Linked DNA regions of Mus musculus: region 2 is linked to region 1. Evidence: chromatin contacts called from public HiChIP or PLAC-seq data. All regions are on one chromosome and are shown on one strand. The core of a region is the stretch at or near the end of the contact, and the rest is flanking DNA. Distances in the headings are between cores, read along the strand shown.

Region 1 (4,187 bases), core at 1,338-3,837:
CTTTTTTGATTTGTATGGTTTTACATAGTATTGTACTGTGCTATTTGAAAACATGTTTAGTCTCTCATGTTGTTTTTTACATTTAATTCTGAAACATAGCGGGTAATGTTAAGAGGGCTTAGAGTCTAATGCTAGTCTAGGGTATCAAGAGAATCTGAGAATAGCCTGGCTCAGAAAGAAAAATCTGATTTTCCAGTCTTCTATAATATGCCATTTCCAATAAAATACTTATGTGATAATCAAATTAATAACTTTTCCACAACAGCTAACAGAGAGATATTGAGACAGTTACAGTATCATGTTCAAAATATGATCACTATTTCAGATCCTGGATTCTTGAAGATTTTTTACAAAATGAGAAACATTTTTTTTTTGGTCTAACAATTGACATTTTCGATGTCTATAGCATTAGACAGTAGACAAGATCACAGGGGAGGACCATAAGTGAAATATAGAATTTGTGATCATCATGCATTAAAATAGCAAAGCTTCATACCTAAGTGCTTTTAAACTTCTTTCATAAGCAAGTATGCCAACATCGAAGCAATTGCTTTGTATTTTTCCCCTTGTAACAAAGCATATAGAAGAAACAAATCTTGTTATCCATTTGTTATGAATCTGCATTACTACATATCTTCCTTATATTTAGCATAATACCCATTTAACTCTATTGATTGTGATTTATACATATAACTTCCCAAGTTCCCAGGTCTGCTTCTCAGTAGATGTTTATTTTTGTGTGGTTTGCTATGCATACACTTCAAAAACCTTTCTTTAAGGTCTAATTCTGACTGTGTATCAGATTTCCCCCATGGATACATGTTATAGTCAGGATTTTTCTTGCCTTTTAATTCTACTTGTCGAAGGAAATGAACCAAATTACGACTCTGAAAGATTATCTCTTTTCTGAGTTCCCCTGAATTACCAAGCTGAATATAATTCATGCCGAATCTGAAAGGATAAGAGGGTGTGGCTGTAAGTTGCCAGCACCCTTTTGTCATCCTGGAACAGTTGTGATTATTTTTGTTTCTTATTCTTTCTAAAAATGAAAGTGCCCTTAGATGGATTGTTGTTTTTGTTTTTGTTTTTATTTCTGATGTCTGTGTATCTTAGAAAGCATGCTAATGTATTTGGTGACTAGAGGTTCATGAGCGCAGACTAACACTCCATCACTAACCTATAGCTTGGCTCCATAAAGATGATACTCCACAATGGTCAGGGGAAAACCTGATACAGATGCTAAAAGGAGTGGTATATTTAGGAAATTACTCTTTCTCTGGAGACAGACAAAACCTTTTATAAAAGGTCCACATCATTTATCCTTTTCTTGTCTCTTTTACAACACTGAAAAAGAGTCAGGACCACTATTGTTTGGAACTAACATTTGGATGATGGCTGAATTTCTTCTCTTTTCCTTTATAGAAGCTATCTGAGAGAGGCTTTACATTGATTCTAGGTACTCTTAACAGTAACTTGAGGATTCTGCATTCTTGAGCAGAGATCATGAATGCCTTTCAAGCTTGCTCCCAATCTGGATTTTAAAAATACAGTATGGCTTTATACATTAAGAAAATGAATCTGAGTTTAGGGAAACCCTACAGCAGAGCAACTTTCCTTTCTATTTCATCAGAACACTAACCTCTCCTCTCCCCCTTGACCTGTTGTAAATTCTCAAAATGTATTTCCTGCTATTGCCCTCATTAGCTATCACTTGTTCGTGTATCTACTCCATGGGATAGGGTAAGGCCACTTCTGTCGACATGCAAGGGGTTACTTTAGGTTATGAAAGAACCTTAAACCATTATGTAGCTTTTGGGAAAGAGAAAAACTTTTATCTCTTTGACTAAGTGATTGCCAATTTGTTCTGTCTGTCAGACAAGTTTGAAGCAGAAGACTGGTGTCTACCACTTAGAATGAAGGGCTTCTCACTTTGATACATCTTACTGATAAGATTAGAAGGGAACTCAAATAATTCCAAGAATGCTACCTGGGTTACAGATAAAAATAGCCAGGGCCTGGAACAGCAGATTTGGATAAACTTGAATCAGTCCTGCACTGGGATCTAGTCTCGAGGGGGTTTGAGTCATCCAAGTTTTGCTTTTATTACATGCCCTCTACAGATGCTGACCTGAGAGACTCAAGGGTTAGGCTTCCCTCCATCAGTCTCTCCAACTGCTTGTGCTTTACAGATGTGGATGAATGCCATCTTCAGGATCCCCACAGCTTGTCTCTTGGAAAATTAGAGCAAATTAACCCCCTTGGAATTAGGAAAAAACATTTTTCCACCTGTGAATCTTTTCTGTAAAAAGAACAGAGAAGTCCAAGGGAATTCCTAATGTCCAGCTTTTATTTTACCTGTGATGTTATTCAGAGCTCACTAAAGTCTATAAGCAAGGTGGAGTTAGCCAACCATGTTACAGAATTTGAAAACAGAATCTCCCTTAAAAGCCCTTGCTCATAGAAATTCAATTTCACAGGAAACACTCCAACCTCCTAAAAGTTCAAAAGCCTAGATCTCTGAACATCCTCACCGCCATTGCTCAAAGAGAAATGATAGAACCTTGTTTTGTGCAAGAGGAAGCATACTTGTTACACTAGTCAGGCTGTCTGACTCCATCTTCAGACACAGAAACACAGGCTATGAGTGCAGGATTTCAAGCAGATCCCCACCCCAAAACTTGTCAGGAAGGGTTAGACACTTGTAGAGATTCATAGCCCTGTCACCTTGATCATGAATACAGATTGCCACACAATGCCCTTAATGCTTAAGGAAACCATAGGGCAACCTTTGAAAAATCAAATGGTCTGCTTCTTATTACACTCTAAAAGGAAAGAGAATGCTGTCTGTCTCCTGTCAGTCCCTATTCCCAATGCTAATTTCAGAAGATAAAACTCATTTGGACATATCTATCCAGGTGGTAAGGAGGACAGGTGTTTTGGGGAACCAGACAGTTGTCACAGGACTAAACAGCATGTTTCCTATTCACTGTAAGCTACTGAGTTCAGTTTAAAAGAAAAGCCAATGCCTTTTATGCACATGTCTCTTGTCCTGTGCTGTTTAAGCTAAGAAGCTGTCTCTAAATATAGGATTTGTTTCTTCCACATCTGACTAAAGCATGTTTGTCCAAAAATGTTCACCAAAGTTCCTGTCCTGGGTCAGGCTGATCTCCTGACTTTGTGACTAGAAACAGGAGAACAACTCAAGAATAAAGGCATTGTGTCCTTAAGGATAGCTAATGGCTGAACTATTTCCAGCACAAGTTATCACTCATCTCATGAGAGAGAAATGCCTATAGTAAAAATGACTAATGTTGTTCTCATCCAAGGAAAAGCCCTCCTGCCCAAGAGCTTCTCAACCAGTAACTGTAATATAATAGTTTTGACAGGGCTGACTTTGTTTATTCGAGGGAAGATTGTAAATATAGATTGAAAAGTGTTTTGCTATGCATCTGCTGATTTTCTTCATTTGCTACTAAAACTTACTTAAAATCAAAAGTCATGTTCATGCTAGATCATTCTATGGACTATACAAACTATGAAATAGATTAAAAATTAAATCAACAAAGTGCAATTTTCCTCAATAACTTTGATACAGATTTTAGGGGAGTCATGAGTTCATTTTTATTGGGTCCCACCAGAAATACTTGATAGGTTTCAAGGTGGGACTAGAGAGAGAGAAAATGAATTTTTGTTTCCCCAGAGTAAGCTTTGGCAAAAACATAAATTGCATTTGTGATTGGGATATTATAAAGAGGGAATACACAGTGAATTCCCCAAGAAACATAAAAATTCTACAACAAATTGTAAATGTACTTGCTAAATTCATACAAATGTTATTATGGCTTTTAAAAAATCTTATTTTAAAAAATAAAATATGTTACTTCAGAAAAAGATTTTGGGATATAAAAATGAGACTATTCTAATAAAGAAAGGCACAGATAAGGATTAAGATATCTGGATGCTTTTCCAGAATGGGGAAGAAATCTGGACAACTCATGCAGGTTATAAGTGTCTGAATAAGTCATTTAGAGTATGTGAAAAATTTGACCTAATTTAGGCATTAACTTAAAAATGTAAGCCTATAAGCTTCTCTCCCCCTTCATTCTCCTTTCTTCTTTTCTCCTCTGGTCATGTTCTCATGGCCCGCAAGCCCAAATACTCAGTCATACTTGAGTCTTCCTCTATCA
Region 2 (4,016 bases), core at 1,444-3,943, 760 kb after region 1:
TAGACATGTTTAGATGTAGTCCTTTGGGGTGATTCCAATCTCCATTCATCAGTATACCAGCAGGCAAAACACTAATAAGCATTGGTGGCACAATGTAGCACAAACAGCCAGACCATCACAGAACCAGTAGGAGTCCAGTCAGCAGGAGTGACCAGACCCAACTAGGATGCCAAGAGATGTTCTCTCCCTTGCCTCTCTCAATGAATTGAAAATCAATGAAGACCAGAAACCAGCAATGCATTTCAAGGCTATTTATGCAAGTGGCCTGTCACTATCTGTTAAGTCCTATTTATATTATTTACAAACTTTATGTGTCCTTCCATTGTGTCTTGCCTCAGCAAAACACCAGGTGAATCTGAATGACATGACACAGCCAGAAATTTCCAATCATAAAGGTGAGCAAATTCCTAAAAAACACAAACAAAAACAAAACAAAAGCATGTAATAGTTATGGTGAAAATAGCTTCTTCAATTGGGTTTTGTTTGGAGCACTCTGAAGTTAATTGCCAAAAGATAAAGGTACAGTGAAGCTTATTGTAAAACATTTTGATATTAATATGGAGCATAATAACATGACAGCATGAAAATAAATTGTATTTATTAATTTGCATTACAAACTTGACATGAATTATAATCAACTAGAAGACCAATTCATGCCCATTTATGTTTCTGTAAGGATATTTTGCAGAGTTGCGGTTTTAGCTGAGAAATGAAGATTCACATGCAGAAGATGGATCTCACCATATAACAAGCCAGAATAGACAATGAATCAAAGAAGAAAGTGGAAAAGCCAGGAGAGCAGAAACATTGCTTTTTCTTTTAGCTTTTCAGTGACTTAGTGACTGTTTGTTTTTCACTCATGTCCCCACTACTATGATGTGTTCATATTAAAGCTATATAACATGGAATGAACATTCAGAATTCATTAGCCAATCTAAATTTTTCTTCACTTAAATGGTGTCATTATATTGTGACAAAATGAGAAAATTAATTAAAAGATGATGAACCCTATGGGTGGTGTGGCTGTTGGGTGTACCACTTCCATGCAGTTCCCTGTAGCTATTACTAAGATTCTGTTTCCTCATTGTAACAAAGCATTAAAATGTATTTTATGATTGTAATGTATGAAACCAAAATTCAATGTCCAAGAATATGGTAACTATTAGCTTCATATCCTGTATAAATGTATTAATAACTCTATATAGATTGGTGAACATGTAAGTCTGGGTTATACCAAAGCTCTGATTTTAAAAATATAACCCAATTTTAAAGTAAATCAATTAATAAAGCTAAAGAAGAAACCAAAGCAAGATCAGTTGTGTATGCATTGATTGTTTCTAGACAGTCATGTGCAATAGAACTGTAGGACAAGAAAGGCCTTGAAAGAAACAGTACAAGATGCCACAAAGCGTCAAAGACAAAACAAGCGAAATGAAAACAGTGAAACAACCCTAGAAAATTGGTTTGTGCTTTGAACACAGAGGCTTGTGATTTGTTTATTTAGTAATTTACCTTCATTTTAAACCTGTATGATTTCCTAGAAGGTCTTCAGTATATGAATAAACATGATTCACAGTTATCAAAGTACACTTTAGCCTGCCTGTACATTGTCCATACTTCCTTCTGGACAGAATGACTCAAATGCTTAGATCATTTTGCCCCAGTTCTTGAAATTTTTTGTGAAATATAATGTTTGGAACACATTGGAGTATATTCAAAACTGGAACACCCCATTTTGAAGTTTTTGTCATTCTAACTAGGGTGAGAAGAAATCTGGAAGTAGCTTTAATTTGCATTTCCCTCATGACTAATGAAGTTGAACTTCTAAAAAAAAATTATAGCCATTTGTGTTTCATTTTTTAGAATTCTCTGTTTCGTTCTACAACATTTCTAAACATACCATTTAACTGATTCCTGATCATTTTGTCATTATCCCCACAGAATATTCCATCTTTCAGTTCTGTCTTTCGAGGAAGAAACTAATTATAGTAAGATGGTAGCCAACATCTGGTAAAATGAGCCGGGCATTGGTGGCGCTCGCCTTTAATCCCAGCACTCGGGAGGCAGAGGCAGGCAGATTTCGGAGATCGAGGCCAGCCTGGTCTACAGAGTGAGTTCCAGGACAGTCAGGGCTACACAGAGAAACCCTGTCTCAGAAAAAAAAAAAAGGAAAAAAAAAAAAGGTACAGAAAGTAAGAAACTTGTAGATGCTCAGCTCTGAATGGAATACAAAACACAGTGCTCCTAAAGCCCAAGGATTGCACAGAGGAGCAGATGGACCATAAAAACAGAGGTGATAGGTATGTACCAGGAGACAAGGTCTTCTGGACACAGGAGGCCAGTTGCACATAAGAACTCAAGGTAGAACAAATGTCAGCATGGGATGTCAGCATGGGATGTGGGATGTGTTGACTCTCTGCCAGCAGGCCCAGGGGGAAGGAGAGAGTCTGGTCCAGCCAAGTCTCTCCAGGGCTGAGTGAGATGGTGAGTGTCATGGCCCAAAACAAACACATCAGGGGCCAGGAGTCTGTCAAAGAAGGAACTCAACTTTAATGGCTTCAGCCTCTAGCTTATATAAGTTAGGAACATAGGGAGGGGGATTTTTGGTGGGGTAAGATGCATAGGAGGCGGGGATGGGTGAAAAAGGGTATGGAGTGTCGGACAGGGCCAATCACAAAGCTCAGGGCAGAGGCAGGGCCAAACAGGCCTTGCTGAGTCACCCCAGTACAGAGTGACTGAGATAGGTCTCAAAACTCGAGCTAGGCTTATGCTCTCCCACAAGGCCACAGAAACTCGAGTCAGGATCAGATTTGTCCTCAAGGCCCAAACCAGGGCTAAAATGGGGCCCAACAGGGATGGAAGTTGGACATGGAATTTTCTCTAAGAGTATAGTCCTTGGTAGATTATACCCCAGTGCAAACAGCATGTTAACGAATATTTAATTGCCATATCTGGTCTTGATGAAGAGTGTGGAAAGGACACAAAGCTGGTAGAAGCAAATGATAAAGTATTGGAAGAGATACCCTACAGATGAATATAATTAAACCTAGTTGTACAATACTTTAAAAGAAAAAAAGAAAAAAATCTAGAAAATAAAAATATTCCCAATACCACCAATGTGTTTTACTTCCCTTTCTCACATTCAGTACATTTTTTAAGGCACTGTATTGAATTTTTGTTCATATTATTTTAATTATATCTTAATATATATTAATTTTTAATACCTTAATTTTCATGAAAATACAAATTAGTATTGATTTATTTGATGGTTCTATGATTTCATAACTTTTATTCAGTATTTTGAGTATAGACTTTTGTAGTATATCTGATGAGTTTTTTACTTTCCTCTGTTTCTGTTGTATATCTCCCTTTTCATTTCTGATTTTGTTCATTTGAGTGATGTCTCTGTGCCCTTTAGTTAGTTGGCTAGGGGTTTATCTACCTTGTTGATTTTCTTAAAGAACCAGATTTTGGATTTAATTGATTCTTTGCATTGTTCTCTTTTTTTCTATTTGGTTAATTTTGGTCCTGAGTTTGACTATTTCCTGCCATTCATACCTCTTTGGTGTGTTTGCTGCTTTTCGTTTTAGGGCTTTCAGATGTGCTGTTAAGTTGCTAGTGTAGACTCTCTCCAAATTCTTTTTTTTTTTTCCTAAGGGTTATTTATTTATTATATGTCAGCACACTGTAGCTGTCTTCAGGCACCACAGAAGATGGCAGAAGATCCCATTACGGATGGTTTCACTATGTCTCTCTTTAGTTTCTGTTTCAATGATCTGTCCATTGGTGAGAATGGGGTATTAAAGTGTCCCATTATTATTGAGTGGGTTTCAATGGCTGTTATCATATCTCCTGGTAGGTCTTCACAATGTGAGGTCTTCAGAGGGGCATATACACAGGTGATCTGTTGTCCTGGCTGCAGAGGATTTCCTGGGAGGCCTTCAGACAGTAGAGTCTAGTGCTCTGGGTGCAGGAGATCTGGAAGGGCTTCAGGCTTGTGAGGTCTGTTGCTCTAG

What was found. HiChIP or PLAC-seq counts read pairs in DNA pulled down with a chosen protein or histone mark.
Region 2: an H3K27ac HiChIP or PLAC-seq map of the NIH/3T3 cell line shows a contact between it and region 1, with 4 times the contacts expected there. The contact joins two enhancer-like sites. A contact is called at or near these places in 2 of 484 Hi-C or Micro-C datasets (cortical neurons and uterus), 1 of 115 datasets of contacts at active chromatin or transcription factors (the NIH/3T3 cell line) and 1 of 9 other capture datasets (liver).

The regions. Positions count from the first base shown.
Region 1 is chr1:144,574,489-144,578,675 of GRCm38.p6, forward strand. No RefSeq gene overlaps it. Among named protein-coding and RNA genes, the nearest start is that of Rgs21, 8.9 kb to the left of the region's middle. Within about 2 kb of position 2,588, at least 7 of the 459 cell types and tissues checked have an H3K27ac peak or open chromatin away from gene starts, as enhancers often do. A contact at or near this core is called in the NIH/3T3 cell line, where this site is marked.
Region 2 is chr1:145,335,373-145,339,388 of GRCm38.p6, forward strand. No RefSeq gene overlaps it. Among named protein-coding and RNA genes, the nearest start is that of Gm25460, 46 kb to the left of the region's middle. Within about 2 kb of position 2,694, at least 4 of the 459 cell types and tissues checked have an H3K27ac peak or open chromatin away from gene starts, as enhancers often do. A contact at or near this core is called in the NIH/3T3 cell line, where this site is marked.